Regions from separate parts of the Arachis hypogaea genome. Here region 2 is linked to region 1. A link is a contact called in public Hi-C data. All regions are on one chromosome and are shown on one strand. The core of a region is the stretch at or near the end of the contact, and the rest is flanking DNA. Distances in the headings are between cores, read along the strand shown. Region 1 holds the start of LOC112719975. Region 2 holds the start of LOC112719976 (probable phytol kinase 3, chloroplastic).

Region 1 (2,700 bases), core at 14-2,513:
CAAATGAACCTTAATAAACTAAGAAATGAACCGAAGTTACTTAAGAAATAAACAAATTTGGTTAATTCTTATCAGCAGCATTAGATGAACCTCAATTAACACAAATGAATTGTAATAAACTAAAAAATGAACCAAAATTATTTAATGATGGCACCAAGAGAAAATCAAAACCAATAAAGATGTTGGCAAAATGTTGGTGTTGGTGATGACAATAACGAAAGAGAAAAAGAAGAAGCTGCGTGCGCGAATTTAAAAGAAGGAGGAGAAGTAAACAGAGAAGGAGAAGGAGAAGACGAAGATGGATATGTTTTGCATTATTTAAACGCGCGTGTTTAGACGTTAGTGTGATTAAAGTTGTTTTTGTTGAATTTAGATCAACTTAGTTGGACTTAATTGACAAAAATCCTTGGTTCTGTAGTTAAATTGTTTTATTAATGTATCTTAGCGATTATTACCAATTATTTATGATTTAGTGTTTATAATTTAGGGTTCAGAATTTATAAATCGGTATATATAAATTATATTATCTATATGAAATAATCAATACTTAAAGAAAAAACAAAAGTTACCATCATTACATATGATAATGCTGCAAATGCTTGCTTCCAAATGAGTAGAAGATAATCTAACCCACAAGTTGTCACTGCCATCGTTGCAACACAAAATATCCCAAGAAACCGAATCCTAAGCTTTTTCTTAAATATCCCAAGAAACCGAATCCTAAGCTTTTTGCTATTGAAGAAGAAAAGAAGAAGAATGATAGTGGAAGTGTAGAAGGCGAACGAATTTCTATATTTGATCACAAACTGTTTTTGATTCATATTTGCACTCATATGGCGTAATTTTGCCCAACAATGGACGCCAAACCAAAATGACATCGTTTTGGTTACCTCCAGCATGGTAAAGAATAGCGACATCAACACTCCATGAGGTGAGTTAGAATAAAAAATGACCCAAAAATGACTATGATATCCAAAACTGAATAGGTTAGAAAATAGAATCCCCATGCACAACCAAAATGAAATTTCGTCGACCAAAATAGAATTTCCCAAGATCATACCAAACTAAAAGGCATTTAGAGCATAAAACAGAGTATCCTATTCCTTTTTATATTGGACAAAAACATCACCATCATTATTTAAATGGATAATGTACAGAGAACAAAAGGTTCAAAAGACGTTGCACCCCATTTCTCCCCCTTTCATTTAATTTTCTCTATTTCAACCTTGAGTTATGAATACATACTTTCACGGTAACAAAAGGATGATTGCCCTCAAAGCCATTCATCCTTCTTTCAGTCCTACCAATAGCAAGTATGATATCCACTGCACAGGGCTCCTCCAAAACAAAAGAAGTTCCATCTTCGGCCGCTGCAAGTCTAACGAGTCTGATTCCCAACCTGGTGATACTCGCCAACAAGAGTTGCCAGCACAAATTGCCATGCTTGAAGCTCAAAAGATCCGCCTAATGGATTATGTAGACAAGCGGTCCGCATATTTGACCCAATTTAGCAAAGAAGCCATAGTTGAGTTTGAGAAAATTGGAGAAGAGGCCCTCAAAGGATTAGATGAAGCTGATGCCAGAGTATGATATTTAGTTAAACCACATAAATCATGTGTAGCATGAAAGAAAATCCATAAGAAAAGAACTTCAGTAACTATCCGCTTACACTATTCTTTTGTGGTTAGCAGATAACAGCAAACATAGAGCGCAAAATGCTAGAATTCGAAGAATCTACAGAACTTAACAGACAAGAGATTTCAAACCGTGAAAACGAGCTCAAGGAATTTGAAGTTCAAATGGAGGACGACAGAAATGAAGGCTTGTTCTTCAAGAACCTCAGAAAGAAGACCCCTGTTGATATTGCACAAGCCAAGGTGGAAGCACAAAAGATCAAAGATTTAATTAGAGAAAAAGCTGGTGGAAAAGCCAGGCGGTATGTTTACCTTTTCTTCATTGGCTTGTTGGGCATCGGAATAGTCAAGGCTATTGCTGTTTCATCTCCACTGATTGGAGAAAGGTTGCAGTTCTTTTCGCTATTCTTGTGGCTTTAACTTCTCAGTTCATCTATGAACAAAACATGTCATCGGAAACTGGGAGAACGAGAAAGACTAACAATGAGGAAAATAACTGAAGTTCAATTTTACTGTGATTCACCGCAAGGGTAATACCATTGATGCATTGTGTGTGATGCAATAAACCCAAGTGAGGGCTTACAACTTGGGACTGATAACATCACACGGCTTTGATTTGGCATCAACAGTAGCTGATTTCGGTGATACAACTATAATCACCAAACCCAGAGTAACAGAGTTACCATGTGATGCTCATGAAGTTCTTTACATATATATATATATATATATATCATCATAGCTTTTGGAACTGTACATTTAGAATCATTAATCAATAAATGAAAAGCCATACAGGGTATTTCCTTATTCACATCGTAATAAGCTGGTACCAGTAATGAAGTATAGTAGTCTTTGCCTGAACCTCTTGATGCCACCAGAAAGAAATAAACCAATTCATGTAAAACCCGAGGAACTCAGATATCCCACAAACCAAGCACTTGATACTTTCAGTTCAGAGTTCAGAGTTCAGACAACTCCACCATAGGTCCCACTTGTTTACAAGCTGAATTGCATCTAAACTATAACTTCCTGGACCCAAAACACCAGACGTATATGTAAATTTTTGCCA
Region 2 (2,700 bases), core at 63-2,562, 250 kb after region 1:
AGGGGATTGTGGATTTTGGGATGGGTTCGAGTGGATATGGAATTTCCAGTGGAGAAGAGAGTTGTTCCAATGGGAGCTGGAACTTGTCCACCAGTTTCATGAGAGGTTAAGGCCGGTGAAGTTGTCAGATGGTAAACAGGATAATATGGTGTGGAAGTTTGATAGTAAAGAGATTTTTTCTACCAAATCTGTTATGTAGATCCTACAATCGGAGACTTTGTCAGATGAGATAACGAGCTACAGTTTCACAAGTTCAATTTGGAGAGGAGTGGTACCTCCGAGAATTGAGTTTTTTGGATGGTTTGTGCTTGTGGGTAGAGTTAATACCAAAGAGAGATTGAGTAGGCTAGACGTTATTATTCACAGTGATAATATTTATGTACTATGTAAGAAGGATATAGAATCAGTGCAGTATTTATTTTTTCTATGTGAACTAACATGGCAGGTGTGGTGCAGTTGGTTGAGGTCTTTTGGTGAAGATTGGGCTATTCGTGGAACCATAAGAGAACTGTTTGAGAGTTGAATTGGCAGGCATAAGCGAAAACAAAAGCAGAAGAAGTGGCTGACTGAGTTCTTTACAGTGATTTGGAACATTTGGATGGAACGTAATGCTAGGATTTTCAATAATAAAGAAGCAGGTGTTACGTTCGTAGAAAGGAGGACGTTTCTGAGCTACAAAGAATAGACGGGTAGTGATCCTTTTGGTTATTGATGGCAATGTCAGAAATGACAGAAATTTTATGTATTTCTATGTAGTACTTGTTGTTTAGTTTGTTTGCTCCACTTTACTATGTTGAACTTCTTTTGGTTCAAAAAAAATATAAATAATATATGTAATTAAAATCAACCGTTAAAAATTATTGAAATATTGGTATACTGATATATTTAAAAACTTTTTTATAATATAAAATCATACTTCATAAAAATTAACTAAAGAAATTGAGAAAATTCATCTGTATCTCCTATCTAATATTGCTCATAGTTTTGGTACAAGAATAAAAGAATAAAATAGAAATATTGGATAAAATTTTAATTTGTCAGCAGAATTAATATAATCAGATGTAAAAAAAAAAAAAATTAACTAATCCTAATTCAGAACTTCAGAAGTACAGTTCTCATTCTCATTCAATACGGTAGATTCAATAGGATGTTAAAACCAAAGACAGATTGGATATGCATGGAAATTCAAATATAGTTAGATCACAACTCAATCAATTAAATTATTTAATAATTTTTAATTTTTAATTTTACTTAAAAATAACTGCACCTAAATTTGTAGTTTAGTTAAAAATCCAAAAACAGAATTAAACCAAAACACAATTGAACTGAATCGGATGCAAATATGCAATAAAAAATTACTTGTGTTTGATTGAACCTTTGCATGTCTCTCACTCACACTCCCATTACTCTCACCATGATTTGTAGAAGCAGCACCACCACCCTCACATGCTGCTTTCAAAGATTTGACCCACTTCACCGTTTCACACACATTTCCATTCCCATTTCTCTCACTAAACCCTCCTCTTTTTCAACCCCATTTCTAACCCTTTTCAAACCCTGTTCTTCTTCTTCTTTGACTCTCACAACGCAACCACCGCAAGCTCGCCGGAAATTCGCCGTGCCTGCAACCATGCTCCACCAAAACCCTCTAGTCTCCGACATCTGTGCTCTTGCTGTGTCTGGTGCTATCGCCTTCTCCTTCCTTAGGTTGTTTGAAGAGACCGCTAAACGATCCCTCTTTGACCAGGTTTCTTCAAACGCCTTCTTTGGATTCTTCAATTATCTCAATTTTTGGGGTATGTAGATTAAAAAAGAGATTCTTTTTTTGCTTTCCCCTTTTTTGCATTTCTTGCAATTTCAATGGTAGTTGGGTTTAGTGTGACAATAGGGTTAGTTGGAAAGTGGTAACAAAAAACATTGTTTAGGAATCATTGCAAGCTAAGCATTAATGAAGTGTTTCCTTTGTTAATTGAATGCATATCTGTGATCCTTTGCATAATGAAGAGGAATTTTGAATTCAATTGTTTAGTTTTAGTCAAGGTTGATGCAGAGTAGTTAGGCAGGTTTCTGTTTGATTTCTGTTTTTTCTTTTTTTCTTTTTTTTCCCCTGTTTCCATTTATTGTTCTTCAAATTTCATCCCAAAAGTTCATGTTCTCTTCAATGAGTGATGTTATTTTGAACATCTTAAATATGGGTGTTCAAGAAACATCTCTTGTTTCTTATTTGGTTCCTAGTTCCCTCAGTTTTCAGAATTCGGTGAACCGAAAGTAGGAACAAGAAATAGATTTTAAAGATTTTTTGTTTCCATAGTTAAGATAGTAGAAATCAAGTTATGAATCCAAAGCATTTATTTTGTTTCTATGTCTTTTCTTGACTTCTTTTACAGGGAATAGAAAAAATGTATTATTAGATGCCTTAGTAACACTTATTATGAATATGCTGATAGGTCTTCCCCTTCATCTGCATTGTTACATGTGCAAGTTCATTTTGACACACATTGCATTTTTTCAGAGAGATTATTGGAATCTGTCACTATGAGATTTTTGTTGGTATTAGTTCCTGACTTCCTTAGATGTTGCTCTCTATTAAATTCATAACTTAAGATTTGTATTATCTTTCATTGTGTAGTAGGCCGGTAGCATCTAGTGAGTGCTATCTTTCAAAGATGGTAGTGCTTGGTTTTTGAACATTTTTGTTCT

What was found. Hi-C and Micro-C count contacts between places; a contact is called where the count stands out from the background.
Region 2: a contact with region 1 is called in a Hi-C map of leaf, with 2.7 times the contacts expected there. The contact joins the promoter of LOC112719976 here to the promoter of LOC112719975 in region 1. A contact is called at or near these places in 3 of 8 Hi-C or Micro-C datasets (all in leaf).

Annotation. Positions count from the first base shown.
Region 1 is chr11:4,256,373-4,259,072 of arahy.Tifrunner.gnm2.J5K5, forward strand. LOC112719975 reads left to right here and starts at 1,264. Exons shown (of 2, transcript XM_072205827.1): 1 at 1,264-1,584; 2 at 1,692-2,054. The coding sequence starts at 1,264. The coding sequence ends at 2,054. It overlaps LOC112719973, which reads right to left. Exons shown (of 7, transcript XM_072206342.1): 4 at 2,425-2,660; 5 at 1,947-2,067; 6 at 1,767-1,854; 7 at 1,075-1,573.
Region 2 is chr11:4,503,133-4,505,832 of arahy.Tifrunner.gnm2.J5K5, forward strand. LOC112719976 (probable phytol kinase 3, chloroplastic) reads left to right here and starts at 1,313. Exons shown (of 6, transcript XM_025770745.3): 1 at 1,313-1,747. The coding sequence starts at 1,382.